Linked DNA regions of Mus musculus: region 1 is linked to region 2. Evidence: chromatin contacts called from public Micro-C data. All regions are on one chromosome and are shown on one strand. The core of a region is the stretch at or near the end of the contact, and the rest is flanking DNA. Distances in the headings are between cores, read along the strand shown. Region 1 holds the start of Fndc3a (fibronectin type III domain containing 3A). Region 2 holds the start of Rcbtb2 (regulator of chromosome condensation (RCC1) and BTB (POZ) domain containing protein 2).

Region 1 (4,674 bases), core at 598-3,097, 430 kb after region 2:
CTCACAGCATTGTGCACCATATCAAAGTGTCTAGGTCTACTTCAGTGATGTCTTGAATTACATGCCCTTGTCTCCTTCAACTAGTCTATTATTTTTTACTTTGCCTGTGGCATGTAGATGGGCTTTAAACATACTTATAAAAATGCAGGTTATTCTTAAGTTCATTTTTTATTTTTAATTTTTTTCATTATTATTATTTTTTGTCTACCACTGAATCATGGAACCAGAATCTTGAGGGAGTAGCGGTAGGATTCGGCATTTTTACGAAGTTTACAAGAGCAATGCTTTGGAAAATACTAGTTTGGAGTTAACTTTGGAGACTTTAGCCTCCAACCGAACAAGAGTTGGGCAGCAGTAAGGGGAAGCCACACAAGTCCTCCACATTCAGATATAAACTCTCCTATTGCAAAACAATGAGCAGTTATACTTCTGTTATTCCAAGCTCAGCTTTCCAGTAATTTTGTCTGGAAGAGGGCCAAAGCTGGAAGTTAAGAAAATGAAACATTTCTCTCAGGGAAAGGACTTTTGCCCCCTCTCCCCAACCCCCAAATATCTCAAGATGCAATTTGATAGAATCACTATCCTACTTGTTGACGGGAAGAAAAATAACCTCTCATTAGCTAGCTGTGGATACAAACATCGGATCAATCATTGCCTGCAGCCATAGCAAAAAGTAGGTGGAGAAGGAAGAAAGCGGGGCTTAAAAAACACCACCACAGGAAAATAGAAATGGTTAAAGTGGATGTACAGGCAGATGAACACAAGCCAAGTGAGGGGTCTTTAAGAAAAGTAAGAACACTGCAAATAAAACAGCACCAAGGTGGGGATTTTATACACTCGCGCACACCTCTGCAATCCCATGGGACTTTGGTACTGTCTGAGTATCTTATTTGATATTCAATGATCCACTAAGAATTTCATTATCCAGTTCTGTTTTGTTTTTTTCTTTTTTAAGAACGTAAGAAATTCGTACATCTTCGAGAGATTTCTGTCAAATGATTAAAAAAAAAAAAAAGATTGCCACCTTAAAACGCAGCGCAACCAATAAACTGAACTACAAGTCAGACGTGGAACCTGGTTTCATCAGTCACCAGTTTTGGCTGGACAGGGGGAGGACTCAGGTTCCCAAAGACGACCCTCTCCCTAAGGCTTCCGGTGAAACTGCAAAAGTAAGCAGTCCGGGCCGGCCCTCAGGCGCTACTGCAGCGTCCCCCCCACCGCCCCCCCATCGCTCGAGGCTTAAGGAAATTGTCGCCGCCTCCGCTTCGCTCTCCGCGGTGGCAGACGTCAAGGTAACGGGTTTCCACTAGATTCGGCTGGTCCGAGTCCAGAACCTTTAAGCTGTGCGTTTCTGAAAGACGTAAATCTGTTTCGTGGGTGCTAGAAAATGCCGGGGCTCTAACCGTCTGGGAGTGGGAAGGTCTGAGCCCACTTCGGGGCGCTTCCCCGTCCGGGGCTTGCCTCTAAAAGCACCTGCCGGCATCCTAAGTTCTGGGGCTTGCCGAGAGGGGCTGACACGGTTCGTCTCTGGGGGCGGTGGGTGGGGGGCGCTTTCTAAACTGCATTCGGAATGGCGTGTGGGGCCCCGGATACGTCAATCATCCGCACAGTTCCCGGGCTCTGGGAGAGCGGCACCGGAGCTCGCATGCCACACACACTTGCGGGCCCGGGAAGCCTCGGCTTGCGGGGCGGCGGGCGAGCGGGTTCGGGTGCGCGCGCTCGAGCTCGTGTGTGTGTGTGTGTGTGTGTGTGCGCGCGCGGGGGCTCCGGGTCCAGGCGGCCGGGGGCGCCGTCGGCGGGGCTCGCGCAGCCGCACTGGGCGCGCCGACTCCGGGCTCCTCCTCCCGGCTCCGTAGTAATCATGGCGGCGGCGGCATTCGCGGTCCCTCGGGTGAAACAGAAAGCGGGAGCTACGCGGAGAGGGAGCGAAGAGCGGGGCTGAGGCGGCGGCGCCGTCACTGCCGGGAAACACCCCTCCCCAACAACCCCCCTCCACAGCAGTCAGCGCAGCGGCGGCCGCGGGAGCCCCGGCCCACCGCCAAGCGAGTGAGAGGACGAGCCGGAGCCTCGCAGGAGAGACGCCCGGGGTGGGGGATCCGCCTTCCTTCGCTTCGGAGCGGCGGGATTCGGAGGTGAGAGCCGGCAGGGGGACGCCGGAGCCCGCGTCGGGGAAACCGTTAGGCTGGGGCTGCGGGCCGCGCCGCCGGAGGGCTGAGCCCGTCGGGGAGGGCGGGCGGACGGGCGACGCCCCCACGCGAGGCCGCGCCGTCCGCGGGGTGACGGACCCGGGACGCGGCGGGGACGTGCGCGACACCTGCCGGGGCTCGGCGACAGCGGAGCGCTGCCTGCGCACCTGAGGGTTAAATCCTCGAAAACACGCCCTTCGGGTCTGCGCCCGCCTGCCTGGCCGCCCGGGCGGCCGCCGCAGCCGGTGCCTGGCGGCTCCTCTTCCCCAGGTAAGGCAACCACCTGTTCGGTCGGTGGCGAGGAGGAAGGGAGGCTGCGGTGCTCGCCCAGCTCGGCAGCCTGCGTGGGTGAACTTTTGACACGACTCTGGGAAAGGGCGGCACGCGCTGGGTGAAGGAAAAGGAGCGAGTAATTTCGACGTCAGATCGCTAGCGCTTGCTGCTTTTACCGTGTGTGATAGGTAATTGTAGTTTTATTAAACTATCACCTTTCATAAAAAGCATTGGGGGGTATTCGTGTGTGTGTGTGTGTGTGTGTGTGTGTGAGAGAGAGAGAGAGAGAGAGAGAGAGAGAGAGAGAGAGAGGGAGGGAGAGAGAGAGAGAGATTGCTGAGGGTGCTAAGGATGGTGAGCTAGAGATTATTTATTTTAGTGAGACTGTAAGTTCCTTTGGGCACCTTCTCGGCTGTCCGTCTACTAACTGACAGTGGCAGGCGGACAAGGCTTTCCCTCTTTTTGTATTATAATCTTGAAGTGCTCACGGGTAGACTTTAAAAAACACCGAGCCACATAATGATGTTGCTGCATCCTATTGTGGTCTGTTTCAGTTCTTGAAACCCAAGTTTGTGCGTGTTGTAAGAAGCAAATAAGCATCGCCTCTCAGCCTCTTGGCTAAGATGAGTTGTAAGAATGAAAGAGCAGTTGAAGCTTTTCTGTAATATTTGAATCACTATGCTTTTGCCAGTATCAGTACGAAACATATGCCAGTCAAAACCGAGCCATATGTCAGACAGAAGCAAATTGAGATTTCTGGCTCATATCCCGTGTTTAGATAAATATTTAGTTTGTGTGTATTTGCGGAGTGTGTAATTCTTGTCATCTCGGAAATGTTGTTTAAGTCACCTAAAAATGTTCCAGAGAGATGACCCCCCTGCCTTCTTAACATTTTCTTGTTTAAATTGATTTTTTTTTTCTCAACTAATGAGATCAGTTACCCATGGAGACAGGTGTTGGGCCTATTGGAAAGCAATGATAAGGTCTTTTAAAACATGGCTTTTCGTTGGGTTTTTAAAAAAATTTAGTCCTCTTGTAATTTACCACTAATAACATCCTCTGAAGGGAGGAGAGAAGATAAGGGGATAGGGAGAAAAATCTTGTTTAGGTTTTACGTTTAAAAATTTTAGCATTTTCATATTAAATTTCTCTGTGTTGTTTTATCTTCATAGATCCTCTCCAGGCTTGCTTTGTAGGTTAAGTGGGACGTTTTTCTCTCAGGCTGCTTCCCTTTGGCCACCTGTATGCCTCTGCCTTAACTCTTTCCTTTTCCCCTTCTGTCTGAATCCTCGTCACCAGTGGTCAGGAAAAAGAAACTCATGCTTAATTAACACTAGCCTCAGGGAAGCATGATTGTAAGGGGAATTTTCTTCTCCCAAATTAATGGTGTGCATTTGAAAACACAGATTTTGTGTGTGTGTATGTGTGTGTGTGATGTGTCATCATTTCCTCTTCATGTAATTGAGAGATGATTTATTTTACCATACATTTAATGATTCCTTTTTACATCTCTATATTTCTATAAATTGAATACAAATGAAGAAAAAAATTCTCTGCTTTCCTTGTCTAGTGAGATGTAGGCTGAGAGATTCTGGAAAACACAGGAGAAAAATAAAGAATATTGTAATGGATATTGTCTTTTAGCTTGACTTCAGTAAAAGACATTTAATTTATGATTTGTTCAGCCATAGCTTAGACTCATATGTAATATTTCTACTTGAAAATATTTATATTTTTGGCATATATATGGCTTATTCATCTTATATTTTGCCTGTAGTGTTAAAATATCATTTGATGATGTAAACAAAATAGGTATTTCAAAGCAAAACATTCTTACTGCATTTTTTTTTCATGAAAATGAGTTTTGGGTTTGTCTTGGTTCATGATATAAGGACGCGCATATGATTTCCAAGTTTATTAGCCTGGTATTGATAAGCAATTCGTTGGTTTTTGTTGTTAAATGCTATCTCTAAAACAAGAATTACTAAAATAAGTTCTGAGTGTTTAAAAAAAAGTCAGCTTTAGAATTCTGTCCATTGAGTCCTATAGTACTTTAGTTGATCACTTTGGTACAACATGTGTATCAAGAGTGCCTTATTACAAAGAAATTGATGACCCACAGAGATAAAGGGCACATTTTGTTCTTTTACATGTATTGTGAGTGTTTATCCTGTTTAATCCTCTAGTCTTTATTTCAGAGTTCTTTTTATATCAG
Region 2 (4,449 bases), core at 873-3,372:
GACTTCTTCATTTTCTGTGGTGAATGGAAAGTCCTTTTAGGAGGGAATACTTCGATGCTCCATCCTGAGTCCTACAGCACTGCCACTGTGACAGGTGTCACTGCTCTTCCCAGTGTATAGGTAAGAGTTGAAAGTATCGGGATTTTTCGGTTTAACTCATAACCACGTGACTAGAGAGCACAGAAGTTATGGCATTGCTAGTCTCCATAGTAGCCCTGGAAACTGACTTACCTGCATGCCATTGTCCAATACGGTGACAGATTTTACTAGGAAGGTGCGAATACAGAGCGGACTCAATGACCGTTAAACAGTGACCATCACATGAATGCACTAAAGAACCAAGTTCCACAGGACTGTGAACTCGGTCTCTTTTACTCGGCTTTAATCGCCAAAACCGTTCTATCAGGATGGAAGATAATTCTAAAGAGAAACATGTTCGCCTCTCCGTTCAGGTATCAGGCTTTGGACTCCAAGGAATTGTGACTGAAGCCGAGACGAGACAGGATGGGTCAGTGACAGGCCGGACCAAACCTGGACCAGGCCAACTCTGCACATACACCCCTTGCTCACGATTTAAACCTAAACTTCAAGTTAGGGCCTCTAAGGGGTCCTGGGTCACTGAACCTCTCTTTGTTCCCTTTCCCAACGTGGCCACATTTATTAAATCTCTCTGATTGTCACAACAAACTCGTCAAGTGGCCCAATGTGGCCAAGCTTAGTCCGTGCAGCCAGGGCAATCTCAGGGTGTGCAAGGGAGCAGCACCTCGGTGTCCTCTGCTACAGTCCGAGTTAAATCTTTACCTTGTAAAGAAAGGCAAAAAGGCGGCTGGAAGCCTAGCTTCAACTCAGGCGGAAGTTCCATCGCCGCCAAGAAGGGGCATCGGGAAAAGTTTTTCACCTCTAAACTCCTCCACTTCCGGCCTCAGCAACGCCCAAAGGACTGAAAACCCTTAGGACAGCCAGGCCTTCCCAGCCATCCCTCCACTTCGGGGACCAAAGGCCTAAAGCGTGTGCCGCCATGGGGTCGGCGAGGCGGCTGCGGGCGGGAAAGAGCGGAAAGTCCTGGAAACGTCACCGCTAGCTCGCGCCGCGTGCACGGGAGGGTTGGAGACACCAGGGGCAGGGGTTCCCCCAACTGGAAGCGGGAACCCCACAGCCGTGGCCTCGGGGCGACGCACAAAACGGACCCCGGGCTGGGCCTGCGCGCATGCGCACCGCTACGCGGTCCCAGGGCCCGGGAAGGGACGTGAACCCAGAGCTACCCCAGCGACCTGGTCCACGGGCTCGCGCGTGCGCGCCGGGCCCCGGCCCGGGTGGGTTGGCGCTGCGCCCTGCCCCCGCAGCGGCTGCGCACCGGGCCGGGCGCAGGGTGAGGCCTCCGCCTGGCCTTCGCCCCCGGGACTCGCCCGCCCACCCGCGCCTGCCGCCCACACGCAGGCTTACCTCCGCGCCGCGCGTCCTTTCCGCTCCCCGGCAGCGGGGACTGCTCGCCCGGGGCCAAGAACAGCAGACACTTGGCGCCTCCCCCTGAAGCGGCCCGGCCTGGCGGGCTGAGCTCGAGTTCAGCCGTGCGGGGAGGAGGGGGCCGCGGGAGCGAGAAGAGAAACCAGAGGAGGAGGAGAGAGTTCAAGGGAGCGAGGGAAGGGGAAGGGGACAAAGAGAAGGGAGGGGGCTGCGCGCTGCGCCCCGCCTCCCTCCTCGGCCGGGATCGGCGACCCTGGCCTCTCTGGGGACCCTGTGCTGGACCCCGCTTTCTAGCTTAGTGCCCCGATTTCGGGGAAGCTGTGTCTCTCTGGTTTTAGGTCTTACATTCAAAGGCGCTGGTTTTCCTGCTTGCTGCGAAATAAGAGGCTAATTGCATTCTGTGCGCGCTAGTCCAGTCTTAGCAACTCCATCCAGGAGGCCCACCTCATTGTCTCTTGTTTGAGGGCCCAGAGAGCTGTCCGACTTTAAAATGAAGGAAATCCTGTCACCTGGGACGATCTGGAATGAACCTGGAGGATGTTAAGCAAAGTAGACATACAGCACAAATACTTACGGATCTCATTAAGGAGCACTGAAAAAGTCAAGTCGCACCAACAGAAAGTAGAGAGGTGGTTACTGGGACTAGGGAGAAGGGAGCCTGTGGGGCTAGTGATCAAATTTCAGTTAGGAGGAGCAAGCTCAGAAAGAAGGCTGCTATGCTACATAGTGGCTACAGTTATGAGCAGTGTGCACTAGAAAGTCCTAAGAGAAGAGATAATGTTATGGCTTTGAAACAGGGGCTCTGTATTAGCCCAAGTTAGCCTCAAACATCGTAGCCTCCATCCCTCCTCCTCTTGCTTGATCTTTGCCCTCACATTATATACATACATTAAAACATTGTGCTATATATAATAAATATATACACATATATATGTATGTGTTTATATATATATATATATACACACACATCAGTTTAGGGGAAGACAATGGAGATTTGGGTAATTTGCCTTGGGCCATATGATTAGAGATGACTCAAATCCATCTCTTCATTCCACAGGGCTTCTTTTACCTCTTGACCATGTGGTTTCTTTCCAAATGACTTTAAAAAGTGGGTCAGATAATGAAGGCCTTAGCAGTGTAACTGCAAGCTGGGTCACAGGATCCACAAAGGGCTTTTTGGAAGAGGCGGGCTTGATCCCCTCTTTGTCTTGAGCAAGTTCACGGTTCCTGAGGCTGAAAGTTCAGCTTAGGCTAAACAACAGTCTGTGAACTTATTATAACAATGGGCTGGGCTTAAAGAGAAAAGAAAATGAAGTTAGGACTAGATGTGGAAGGCCAGAAAAAAGTGTGAGGTTGGTGTGTCACGTAATAATTTATGGGCCCAAAATCTTTGCCTTTAAAATAGAGCATTTTACTGTTTAATATCTCACAAAGCATGTTGATAAAACCTGACAAAGATGACATATTGTTTTAATCCTAAATAAAATGTCATCAAATAGGATCCAACAACAAATACCATGATCAATGCAGGGATTGTTTCAGTGGTATAAATATGTTACAATGTAAGAAAGTTAGTCTTATAAGTAAGTCAAAGAAGTAGGCATGTTTTGGTTAGCCATTTAAAGTGATAGAGAATTCAACAGTCCTTTTGTTCAAAGTAAGTGGCTATATTCACTCAATAATAAACCTCTTAAGAGTATATCTAAGCCCGGGGTGGTGGCACACGCACGCCTTTAATCTCAGCACTCGGGAGGCAGAGGCAGGTGGATTTCTGAGTTCGAGGCCAGCCTGGTCTACAAAGTGAGCTCCAGGACAGCCAGGGCTACACAGAGAAACCCTGTCTCAAAAATCCAAAACGAAGAAACAAACAAAACGAACAAACAAGAGTATATCTAAGAAGTACAGGGATACAGTTGCTGCATCCCCATGGTACCCTGGATGGCATATGATGACGATGGACCAAGAGACCTGAAATTGAAGCAGTTGCTTTAGGTGACGCAATTATACACACAAAAAGTATTTTGAGACCAAATGGCTAAAACTGACATTGAACTCTTCGTACCAACCAATCCCTCAGATACGGTTGTAGGCATGCACCATCATAGATAACCCCGTTTCATTTTTTGATGAGTTCAATTCAGAGGCGTTTATGGATGTCTGTCCTAGAAGGCAGAGTTGTCACGGAGCTAGGGTAGCATACTGTCTGCTCATAGGGTACCTGTCTAGTGATAGGCTTGGGGAGTGACCCTTTTCACTGCTCTATGTAAAGCTGGAGGAAAGAGAAAACATTTGAACCCCTCCCCCAAAAGGGCAGGCGACGCTTTAGTTTCTTCAGCTCTTTCTTCCTTGTGCCTGAAACAGCAGGGTTCTGAACAAAATGCTCTTTGACTAATGATTGTACAAATTTCTGGCCAGTGGTGTGCTCCAAAGTAGCCTTTCCCAGTATTTTAAGAACAAGGACGGAGATTGTGGGTGGGGTGCTAGGACGAGCAGAGCAGATTTCAACAGGCAGGTTGGGCTCTGAGTATTGTAGATGTTTATAGTACAATGTTGTGGTCTAATTTGCACCAGCTTAACATCAGCCTGTATCAAGCCTGAAACAGTGATCTCGTTCGCATGCTTTGCTTAGTATGTATATCTAGAGACTTCAGACAAGAAGACCAGCAGGATTGGGACCCCAGATCTCTGGGCAAACACCACCTGAACTTTTCTCACTTTGGGCCTGACCTAACCATACTTTGAAACATTTAGGAAATGAACTGAAATTAAAATCAAAGGCGTTTGTGGATGTCATCAGGAATGGACTGATATCCAGTTACAAAGTCAACATAAAATCAGCGAGGAGAACTAAAACTCCCCAGGGGCAAGGCAAAGTGAAGACCCTTGTCCTTAGGAAAGAGTCTATTCTAAAATGAATCCACAAACCCAATGGAATACGAGCTGAAAGCCTGGGGTTACCTACATGTTTTAAAAATATAACAAAGC

Evidence for each region. A called contact is a pair of places that touch in the nucleus more often than the background predicts.
Region 1: a contact with region 2 is called in a Micro-C map of embryonic stem cells, with 4 times the contacts expected there. The contact joins the promoter of Fndc3a here to the promoter of Rcbtb2 in region 2. A contact is called at or near these places in 10 of 39 promoter capture datasets (the 3T3-L1 cell line, the C10 cell line, embryonic stem cells and 5 more), 2 of 484 Hi-C or Micro-C datasets (both in embryonic stem cells), 8 of 115 datasets of contacts at active chromatin or transcription factors (acute myeloid leukemia, astrocytes, bone marrow-derived macrophages and 5 more) and 2 of 9 other capture datasets (adipose tissue and liver).

The regions. Positions count from the first base shown.
Region 1 is chr14:72,707,176-72,711,849 of GRCm38.p6, reverse strand. It overlaps Fndc3a (fibronectin type III domain containing 3A), which reads left to right and starts at 1,847. Exons shown (of 26, transcript NM_207636.2): 1 at 1,847-2,132.
Region 2 is chr14:73,140,183-73,144,631 of GRCm38.p6, reverse strand. It overlaps Rcbtb2 (regulator of chromosome condensation (RCC1) and BTB (POZ) domain containing protein 2), which reads right to left and starts at 2,122. Exons shown (of 15, transcript NM_001170694.1): 1 at 2,039-2,122.